2 separate regions of the Mus musculus genome follow, and region 2 is linked to region 1. A link is a contact called in public Hi-C data. All regions are on one chromosome and are shown on one strand. The core of a region is the stretch at or near the end of the contact, and the rest is flanking DNA. Distances in the headings are between cores, read along the strand shown. Region 1 holds the start of Medag (mesenteric estrogen dependent adipogenesis). Region 2 overlaps Gm15997 (predicted gene 15997).

The links. A called contact is a pair of places that touch in the nucleus more often than the background predicts.
Region 2: a Hi-C map of cerebral cortex shows a contact between it and region 1, with 2.7 times the contacts expected there. The contact joins the enhancer-like site here to the promoter of Medag in region 1. A contact is called at or near these places in 2 of 39 promoter capture datasets (cranial neural crest and stem cell-derived epiblast-like cells), 1 of 484 Hi-C or Micro-C datasets (cerebral cortex), 2 of 115 datasets of contacts at active chromatin or transcription factors (the SCID.adh cell line and double positive thymocytes) and 2 of 9 other capture datasets (adipose tissue and liver).

Annotation. Positions count from the first base shown.
Region 1 is chr5:149,407,869-149,413,244 of GRCm38.p6, reverse strand. It overlaps Medag (mesenteric estrogen dependent adipogenesis), which reads right to left and starts at 1,496. Exons shown (of 5, transcript NM_027519.4): 1 at 990-1,496. The coding sequence starts at 1,267.
Region 2 is chr5:149,485,761-149,491,633 of GRCm38.p6, reverse strand. It overlaps Gm15997 (predicted gene 15997), which reads left to right. Exons shown (of 5, transcript NR_045423.1): 5 at 1,708-2,578. It also overlaps a transcript of Wdr95 not described here. Among named protein-coding and RNA genes, the nearest start is that of Wdr95, 40 kb to the left of the region's middle. Within about 2 kb of position 2,398, at least 90 of the 459 cell types and tissues checked have an H3K27ac peak or open chromatin away from gene starts, as enhancers often do. A contact at or near this core is called in cerebral cortex, where this site is marked.

The DNA of each region.
Region 1 (5,376 bases), core at 247-2,746:
AACCTGTTTCTACCATAGCTCTTTCCACTGCCCCCCTCTTACAAATTAGCATTTTTATTTCCCATCCACAGAGAAATTCTCAGTAGGGACTATTTTTCTCCGACATTCAGAACTCATACCATCTCGAGGGTCCTACCTGCATGCAGTTGGAAGAATGCACCAGCAGTGTCTAGCCCTTTGGCTGCACCCTAGCCCAGTGATAAATACATCGTATCTTCACAATCGGGCCGGCTGCGGATCGCTCAGACTCCAGACTCACTTGGTTCTGGGGCACTGAGCACCCTATTATACATGGATGAGGGCCATGTACCCTATTCCTTCAAGGTGACCCGGTAATGCTGAGATCAAAGTTGGCTTCCACATCCTTGCCAGCTTCAAGCCTACCAATGGACGTCTGAGTCCTCTTGGCCACGACAGCTCCTGAGGACCACTGGATAAAGGCCAGGGTCTCACAGTGCTCTGCAAAAAACCACGAAGCTATCTTTGCCCTTATTTCTGCCCAAGCTGTCTATTCACCCAAGAGCCAACACGGGGTCTGGGGTTCTGGGGGCCCTTTTTCTTCTTCACTATAGTTGCTTGGTTTAAGAAACACCGAGAGAGCAATTACTCTGGGAAAATGAACTATCTGCATGCTCCAGCTGCATAAAGTTATTCTCGCTCATAACTAAAGCTAGGTGCGAGGATCCGCATCCAAGACATCTCCTGAGGGTTGTGCCTGCACACTGAGCTCATCCGACCTAGTTTAAGGGCAGAATGGAAAAAACTTGCCACCAGCTTGTTGGGTGGGACTGAGTGTGCTTCCCACCCGATCCTCCCTACATTCTCAGCAAAACGCCCTAGTTACCTGCTTGGGGGCTGGGGGGAGGAGGGTTCGGGCTGTAGGGTGGCAGGTAGGTTATCTCCATCTCCAGTCCCCAGTCTACCAGAGACAGGGCAGCAGCCAGATAGAGGATTTGCTCCAGGCTAGAGCACACGGTGTGGCCACCTACCTCTTGATGTAGCTGCTGAGGCGATAGAGCTGCCCTTCTAGGCGCACAAGGCCGTCCCCGAAGACGTTGAAGCCCCCACGTGCGGCCGCGGGTTCCCCGGGCCCGGGCACCAGGAGCTGCTCACCGCGCAGTTGGAAGGCACCAGGCTGTAGGCGGAGCAGCTGCGACAGGGGCAGCAGGGCCAGCTCGCAGTCGCACGTCCACAGACTGCGCAGCTCCCCGGATGAAATGGAGGTCAGGCTGGGTCTGGCCACAGGCTCGCACGCTGCAGTGGCCATACTCAGGCTGTGGCTCTGTCCCCTTCCTACCCTGAGGGTCGCTAAGTGGGAGGAGTAAATCTGTGGTCTGTCCCGAGCTACCTTGGGCTGCGTGCAAGTAGTAAGTAGCTCAGGAGCCCTCTTGTCACCTTGAAGGTTGCCCACCCTTGTGGAGCGCTGCAGGCAGGACACTGAGAAAGCGGTCCCCGCGCTGCGCAGCCCCTTTTATCAGGCACCAGGCACGCCCCTCCGGCCCCCAGGCAGGACCCCAGATGCTCCTCCGCTCCGGCAGAGCAATCAGTGTTTCATAACTTGGCATGCTCCCACCTCGCCTGCTCACAGCCAAGACTAACTTAGTCATCCCACTCGGGTCAGACACTCAGCCCCCGCGCGGGGCCCTCCCTGCCTGGTCCACACTGCATGGTGCAGCATCCTCCCCACGACAGATGCCCAGGCCTGGCTCAGCGCCGATTAATCCCTCAGGTACCACAAAGCGTTCCTGACCACTTCTCCACCTGGGGCCCAGGGGCTGTCAGCTTAGGCTGGGAGTTGCTGCATCCGTATCTACATCCCCCATTCTATGCCTCATCTGTCTGCAGCTCACTCCACCTCCACCTAGATGACCCAGCTTTTCCTTCTCTCAGCACTTCCTGGAGCGGGTTCCCACCCAGCATCCTTCCATGAAGGCCTGCCACTTTCCCAAAAGGTTTTCCTGCATCCCCTGTGCACTCCAGACCTTGACCCTCTTGCTTTTCGCTGCCCGGTGGCCCCTTGACAGCTTTGTGCTTGGATTCAAGCGGGAAGTCCCCTAGCAGGCCTTCCCAGCCCTAGTCCCAGAATCTGTTAATTTGCTCAGTTTATAAATATTTGAGTGCTCTGGCTACGTGCTCACACGTCTCCTGAGGGATGAAAAGACTATTCCTTTCAATTTAATTAAATGACTATTTCCAGCCTATCTAGTAGAAGATGAAGAATAAGCTAAATCCTGAGAATGTGGGTGGATAACCACAACCCCTGTTATCATCCAACTTGTAGTCTAACAGAGGAGCAGGCATGTGTTCCAGCAATTACATTGACTGAGTCTCTGCTCTCGGTAAGCTGGCATGAGACTCCAGGCAGCGCCGAGAGGTAAAATTTAGAGTCTATCTTCAGTTTGTCTCTGAGAGCCTCCATAGAGCCTGGGTTTAATTGATTCAAACAGAAGCATTTCTGCTACATTTCACTTTTGCCATTTACTTTTGAAGGTTTTAAGTTATTTTTATTTGTGTGTGTGTGTGTGTGTGTGTGTGTGTGTGTGTGTGTATGAGTGTTTGCATGTATGTATGCACACCTCATAACCACCGAACCATCATCTCTCCAGCACCCTCACCCCAGGTGTTGTAGAATTTTTATTCTGCTTGCTTCATTTGATGGTAAGAAGCACGTTGTGTTTCAAACAGCACTGCCTTGGTAAACTATTTCAAACCACTAAGCTATTTTCCATCAAAGGAATGCACTCTTCTTTGTCTAGACTTTCCTTTACTGCAACATTAAAATCACTTTGTTTTCTCTTACTATGGTAACACACCATTACACTTTCCATCTTTTCTGCACTCCCTCCCCTCTCAGAAATGGAGTTGCTGGGATAAGTGACAGGAGACAATGCAAGGCTTATGCTTATAGTTAAGAGGTGACAGCCTGAAGATCTAGCCATCCTCATGTGCCCATACTTGGGTAATAGTGATGTCATCAAGGCACAGGGGCAGCCTTCTAGCCTCAGAGCTTTAAATGGCCCTGTTGGGTGCCTGGATGGTCAGCTTTGATTGTCAACTTCACACAACCTAGAATCACCTGAATGGATAATCGTCATTGATGGATTATCTACACCAGGTTGGATTGTGATTATGTTTGTTGGAAATTGTTTGATTTAATTAATGTGGAGAGATGTACCCCAAATATGGGCAGTGATTCTGATAGCTATAAAGATGAAGGTGCATGGAAGAAAGAAGGCTCTGCCTATTTTGGCTTTCATTCTTGCTGGTGAATCCATCTACTCTAAGCTGCTGCTGCTGCTGCTGCTGCTGCTGCTGCTGCTGCTGCTGCTGCTGCCTCCTTCCATATAAGAACAATGCTCTTCTGGCTTCTAACATGGACTGAAGACCAGCACTCCCCAGGAATCCTCTAGGTCTCTGGCACCAGATTGGGACCACTGAGGCACACTGCTTCATGGTCTAAGCAACTACAAAGTGATTAGCCTTTTTTTTTTTTACCCCAACCATATGGCATAAGTCAATATCATACTTCCTCTTTGCAGCAGGGATTCATTTTATTGGTTCAGTTTTTCAACGGAACCTCAAGTGACACAGCGGCCTTAACTCAGATCTACCAAGCTCTCACAGGCCAGTTCACACCACCACTATTCAAGCTCTCACAGACCAGTTCACAGCACCACTAGTCAAGCTTTCACAGGCCCGTTCACACTACCACTATTCAAACACTCTCAGAGATCAGTTCTCACCACCATTATTTAAGCTCTCACAGACCAGTTCACACCACCACTCTTTTCACACCTAGATTTTTCTGTCAGACCACAAGTGCCTGAGGCTGGCAAGATGCTTAGTAGAGTGTCTGCCACATGAGAACAGGGATCTGAGTTCAGACCCCTATCACCTACACAGGATCTGGGCTAGGCAGAGGGGCACACATCTCTGACCCTAACCCTGAGGCTGGGAGAAGAGAAGCAGATCTGTGGGGCTCACCAGCTAGACAACCTAGTGGAGTGGATGAGTTCTGGGCTCACTGAGCAATTCCTGTCTCATAAAAATAATGTAGAGAGTGAGCAAGGAAGACAGCCAGCACTGACCTTTGGCCTCCACATACACACGTGTGTGCTCACAACCCTCGTGTACATGTGCACATACCCACAGGAACACAGACACAGACACACACACACACACACATACACACACGCAGACATACCCAGACACACAGAGTCACACAGAGACAGAGGCAAAGAGACAGAAAGAGACACAGAGAAACAGACAGAATGCAAATATCTGTAGTCTTCCTCCCTCTTATATAAAATAATCTTTAAATATAGTTTTATCCCCCTCACTTGTTAGCTATTTTTTCTCTTCCCCCTGGAAGAGTCATCGAAATTCCTTCTCTTCCAGCTCACCCCATGACATCATTGAAACTGACCTAAATAAAGTGTCAGTGACTTCTGGATTGTCACCCCTGGAAGACATTTCCCCCCTCTGGTCTCTCCCAGATCACCCTTGTCCTTGCCATTCTCACCTCCCTTAACTCCTGAAGAAACTGAAGTCAGTCTGCTTCGTTAGAATTTAACAGACGGCTTGGGAATTTGTTATCTGTGTCAACTAGACTAAGTTTTCCCATCTCTAAAATCTGGTGCGATTTGAGACCAGGAAGTGGCGGGGCTGGAATACAGACCGCCAAGGGCTCAGGCTGTGGTGCTTCACTACCTGGGTTCAAAGTCGCAGTCAGCTTTCAGGAAATCTGAGCATATCAATCCTGTGTGTCCTTTACACGCACATTGTGGGGTTTGTAGGCAAAGCGTTCTAAGCACTGTCTGTCACACAAGTGTGTGTTTGATGCCTGCATCCAGGGACTTCTGTGAGTACAATACCCAATGGCCCGCACACTGCATCTGGAAGCCACCACAGTACCACCTCCTATCTATTGCTGTTTTCTCTCAGCTGAGGCCATTTCTTTCTCCTGAGTCTCTGGGTTCTCTCCTTGGCAGCTTCTTCTTTCATGGGTGAAGCGGTTCAGACCTTTGCCTCTGCCAGCAGCCCTAAAGCTGATGACCCCTAGATATCTACTTATGGTCCAGGCTTCTTGCCGGGCTCTCAGATAGTCTACCCAACTCTGTCCAACCTCTGCATGTGACTTTACACTGGTGACTCCGGGGACTCTTCTTCCTCATGCTGAATCTGCCCCTTTTGCTGCATCCCTCATCCTATGAGGCATGTGCATCCTTTGCAAGAACAGTAGGTGTTCTTAACTCTTGTACTATCTCTCCAGCCCCTAATCATTACTTTTAACTCTGTGTGTCGTAAGGAGGAAATGAGTATGGGAAGACAGTGCTGCCAGAGACCAGAAGAGGGCGCTAGCTCCCCTACAACTGG
Region 2 (5,873 bases), core at 1,149-3,648, 77 kb before region 1:
ATCCTGGGCCAGTTCACACATGGTCAAGTCTTCCTGTCTACTTTCTTCCTCTGCTTTTTGCTGCCATCTGTCAGAGAAGATGTGTCTAGTCTGACGACGTCTCCTTTTCCTACATCTGAAGCCATTATTCTGCTCTACGAGCAACTCTAGCTCTTGTCTATTCTACCATAAAATTAAAATAGCTCCTGTATACTTGTTGTCCCATAGTGAATTTAAATCCAGGCCGTTTTTTTAGGCCCTCTGTCTTGTTCTGCAGTGGTGTCAGCCCATAGCACTCTGCACCTTCACCCATGTCTCCATCCCAATTCCCATCCCCCACTACCGCCCCCTACTGCTCACTGGGAGTTTCAGAGACTGTCATGCTTCTGACATGATAAACAAAACAAAAAGCAAAAAACAAAACAAAACAAAAAAACAACCAAGCCAAACCCCAGTGCAGTCATAAGCAACAGCTCTGGGCTGGATCATCTGCATCCATCAGTTATGGTGAAATGGTTCTGTGTTCGTAGGGATGCATCTCCCTCCTTAAAACCTCCCTCTAATTCTTCTGCTGTCAGCCTAGGAGGACAGTCGCTAGATCTTTGGTGCTTCTCATCTTATCTTTTTAAAGGACCCTCCATGAAGGTCCTTTAAGGTCTGCAAAATGAGTTGGTTCTAGCTATCTGCCATGTGGCACGGCACAGTGTCCTAGTGAACGTTAAAATTTTACCAGTTAGGGTGAGCCTCTAGCTGGGGATAGCTTAGTTGCTAGAATGGAGCTGGGCCTTGGAATTCTGTGGGTGGGCATCCAAAGAAGAGAGGAAGGATGTGGAGGCACCAGGGGCCTGGGGTGATTAGGGGTGTTCCAACAGCCAGGAAGTGGGTACCAAGCTGATGTAGAGGGATCTGAGTATGGCCCAAGGTTTTCACTGTGTCGTTGGTAGTAAGTGAACTCCTGGTATGCCTAGGGAGCCCAGCTTCAGATCTCTGCTATTGATTTGCCTGGGCGTGAAGGGTGCAGTCTGGTCTCTGCTTTCTTACCTTTTCAGCCCTCAGGCTCTGAGCCGGGTCTGCGTGATGCAGAGGCGTCCTCCTGTGCGTGGGCTCTTGGGAGCTGACCGAGTGGCTCCGCATTCTTTCTCGAGTGAGGCATTCCCGCAGCAGCCAGATAGGGGGCTCCACACTCGGAAGGCAGGGCTCCCCTGAAGGCTGAGGCCTTGCTGGCGATGTCTGAGCTCGAAGCAGCATAGGCGCCCCCAGGATAGCTGCTGGTTTCAGGATGCTGCGTGGACACCACACAGTTCCTTTAGGGGACTCTGAAGAACTCTGGGGTCCACCTAACCTCGCTTGTGCAACCCTCTGGGCAGCCTGGACAGCCACAACCGTAGATAGAACGCTTCACATTCAGAAAATGCTTTTGGGGATGTGGGGGCAGGGCTTCTACTGTCCTTGGCCAAGATAGGAAGCATAAGCACTGTGGGAAGGGTGGGAGGGAGGGTCGGCCCTAACCAAGTCCTCATAAACCGTTTCTGTTCTGACGGAAAATAATGAGGATGTGAGGATGGGTCAAGGCAAAATTCTGGGCAAAGGGAAGGATTGTGATCAAATAAATCAATAACAAAGTGAATCTGACATATATTTCATAGTTTTTATTGTAGTGAGTGAAAATTGGATATAAATGACCACATGTTTAAACGACAATCCTAATTACAGTTCATTTTGCCACAGTGTCACCGGATCCCCAGTGGTACCTTGGATGGCTGGTTCTCCCAGAGAGGGCTTGCATCTTAGAGAAACAGAGGCAGCGGTGGTTTGTCGACTTCTCTTGTGAAGCACGGAGCCCTTTAGGAATTTGTACTTAGAGTGATATCGGCTATGCCCCTGCTTAACCTACAGTGCAAAGATCTTGCTTGTTTATTTCTTGATAAATATATACTAGAAAAAAAGTTTTCTCTTTCGCTGCCCAACTAGGCAAGGAGTTTGTAATCCCATTCCTCCATTTCTTAAGAGACAAAAGATAGATCAGGAGACCTATGGAGAGGTTTTGCTTAGGCCTATCAGCCATAGCACGGTGTCCACTGGCCCTGTTTTCTAGTTAGAAACAAGCATGTCTCGCTGAGCTCTGTCTGAGGCTACACTGGGCACCTGAGCCATCTCTACCGGCTCTCAATGCCTTCTGACAGCCCATGGCTTGCCTAGCCACCCTCTGCGCATGCCTAGTCCGTAGAGACGCAGACACAAAGTATATCAAAGAAAGCTGGTGCAAGCAGGAGCTTAAAGAGCGCTAAGCAATTCAGACGCGAGCTAATCCAAATCATCACAGGGGTGCATTTGTGCGGCGGCCAGATCAGAGCCAACACGGGTGCCCTGGGCTCCCTAGAATCCTGTCTGCCGAATGTGCTTGCAAGGCTGGAAGACAGCAGCTTGCTTCAGATCATGAGCTGGCATGCCCTGGTTGCCCATGGCAACCCAGCTGCTCTGGAGTGCTAGCATTTGTAAATGTGTGTGGGCTTAAAATTGTATTATTGATTCCGTCTGAAAGACGATAGTCTGATTTGTATATAGCTCGGAATAAATTAATCATTATCCTTTATAGCCCAACAGAGTATGAATTTCCTTTTTTTCTTCTTCTTCTTCTCTACCTCGTGGTTTTACTTGAGAGACAGAAAAACACATCAGCAGATGTGAAATGAAATGTTTCCCATAACAACCACACCAGAGGAATCCACAGCCAGAGGACCCGCCTGGAGAGCTGTCCTGTATTACTGAATAAATAACAAATGGATCGGGGTGGGATGGAGCCAGCATCGGGGGCAACCTATTCTAAAAGGGCTGCAGGGTGTAGTTTAGACTACAATGAGATGCAGCTGTGGAAAGGGGGAACTACAGGTCTGCCCAGGCCTCCTCCTTGCTGGGGTTTCTCTTCTGTGCATGCTGCACATTCCTGGGCAGACTGAGGTATCGTTGCCCTAGTCCCTTCACCTTTGCTCTGTCCATGGTCCTTGCCAGTAACTCCGTGCGTCCTTCCATGAAAGGCATCATGCATTGCCCTTGACCGTGGCCTTGGCTCACTCTGACTAATTTGACAAAGTGGCAGAGAGCCAATTCTGAGAGGAGACTTTAAAGGACTCTGAGAGTTGTCCCGGGGTGCTTCTGCCACGCCCGTGAGAACACTGTACCTTCAGTGGGAATGCAAATGAGCACATGACAGACAGCCACCATCCCCACCAAAGGAGCCACCAGGCTCCTACTTGGAGAGTTCCCCAGCCTAGAGCAGTCAGTTACTCCTGCCAAGCTAAGGATACATACCCACTGCTGAATGCAACCAGAGTTTTGTGGATGCTTACTGACAGGCAGTAGCTGATGAACACTGTCCCCCACCCGTCTAATATTAGGGTCATCAGTGGTATGATATGTCTAATATTAGGGTTTGAATATGGTTTGTCCCCAAAGGTCCCATCTGCAACAGGATGATGGTGGGAAGTGTTACGGAACCTTTGGCTCCAGGGAAAGGTAACCACAGAGGAGTGTGGGTTTGCAAGAGTGTGCCTCCAGCTAGCCTCGGAAATTGGGGATTGCGTGCCGGTTTGGCAGCAGCCAGTTGTGGTGGTTAGACGACAGGGAATGTGAGCAGGTTCCGTGGCAATCGGACCATAGAAAGTTGAGCAGATGCCACATGGGGTTAGCCACGGAGGCAGCAAGACCGCCAGGCCCAGAGAGTAGCTATTTAAATTTTTTAAAATATTACATGAAACAGTCCTGTGCATGCTCCTGGCATGATCCTCTAGACCACGAGGTGATGAAGCCAAGGAGTGATCTTCCTTGAGCTGACACCATGGTTGAACATTATGCTGCTGTGAGCAGAATGGATTGCTTTAAGTCCTCAGAAGGTACTGTAAATACCATCTATCTTAGAGTGGACATGTCTACAGAATACCACCATCTTAAATGTGTGCCTTTTCTACCCTTCATCTTTCCACTCCTCAGTCAAGGTGTGGCTGATACAAGTTCATTTAATCAATTTCTGACAAATGTTATGGAATTTCTAATATATCTATCTATCTATCTATCTATCTATCTCTATCTCTATCTCTATCTCTATCTCTATCTCTATCTCTATCTCTATCTCTATCTCTATCTCTATCTCTATCTCTATATCTATCTATCTATCTATCTATCTATCTATCTATATATATATATATATATATATATATAGAGAGAGAGAGAGAGAGAGACCATGGCCCTGAGGATATCACATTGAACAAAGGCAAAAGAGGGTAGGCTAGATATGTAAGGAAAACTCAGGACTTAGCATTTAGCCAACTTATTGTACATTTCTGTTGCTGTAATAAAACACCATGGCCAGGGCAACTTATGGAAAGAAGAGCTTATTTGGGGTTTATAGTTCTGGCTGAGAGACATGACAGTAAGCAACAGGCATGGTGGCTAGCGCAGTCACTGAGGGTTCACATCTTGGGCCTCAAACATGAACCAGAGAGAGCCAACTGGAAATGGTGGGAGGTTTTGAAACCTCAAAGCCTACCTCCAGGGATATGCCTTCTCCCATATGGCCACACCTCCTAAGCCTCCCCAAACAGTGACACCAAAGTAGGGATCAAGTATTCAAAAGCCAGAATCTATGCATGTCAGCCTCATTCAAACCACTACAGTTATTATTTATTAAAACACTAAGAAGTCTCGGTTTTAGGACATGTAAAATAGTAATAGAAGCCATGCTTGCAATATGCTGTTTCAGAGGTGTTGCCTAGGTATGAAAGTAGAGATGTCAAGTGGATAGTGGGATGTCCAAATAAGGAGGTCTTAGGAGGGGGTAGAGCTGAAGAGATAAATGTGGAAGGAAATGCCACCCAACACCAGATGAGCATTCCTAAGCAGACTGCAGAGAGGAGAAGCGCAAGATGGCCTGGTTTGAACCTTAGGCACCCCTGCAGTTAAACAGTATGCAGAGGAAGATGGGTAAAGTACCACGGAGCAGCTAGAAGAGGGAAAACCAAGAGAGCCGCATCGGAAAGACAGGAGTCTGCCTTCCCACCCGGTGTCATCCCTGCCTTCTCTGGCTTACAAACTCAGTTTCTGCTTCAGCATTGGGCCATTGCCCTTCAGGGGAGCAACGGTGTCTTCCCAGGCTCAGAACCAGAGTCAAGGGTCATCTACAACTATACTTACTTGTTTGGGTCTCATTTTAGACTTGATCATGTGACTGAGCTTTGGCTAATCATATTTGAGTGGACACCCACAGAGTGCCTTATGGGCAAGACTGCTGTGTCTGAGACAAAAAGGAGAAAACATCTTGTCTCAGTCAGGGTTTCTATTCCTGCACAAAACATCATGACCAAGATTCAAATTGGGGAGGAAAGGGTTTATTCAGCTTATACTTCCACATTGCTGTTCATCACCAAAGGAAGTCAGGACTGGAACTCAAGCAGGTCAGGAAGCAGGAGCTGATGCAGAGGCCATGGAGGGATGTTACTTACTGGCTTGTTTCCCCTGGCTTGCTCAGCCTGCTCTCTTATAGAACCTAAGACTACCAACCCAGGGATGGCCCCACCCACAGTCTCCCCCCCCCCCACCCCCTAATCACTAATTGAGAAACTGCCTTACAGCTGGATCTCATGGAGGCTTTTCCTCACATGAAACTCCTTTCTCTGAGATAACTCCAGCTTGTGTCAAGTTGACACACAAAACCAGCCAGTACATATCTCTTCGCTGAATTCAGATGGAGATGTCTCTGCCTCCGTCTTGCTCCGTACGCCCAAGTTGCTGTTGGGGGATGAGCACTTTTGCTAAATGTTTAGGCACGGTGGCTCAAAAGCTGTTTTTTGTGGCTCCACAAGATTAGGTGACATGCAGCCATAATGGTTCATTTCATCTCA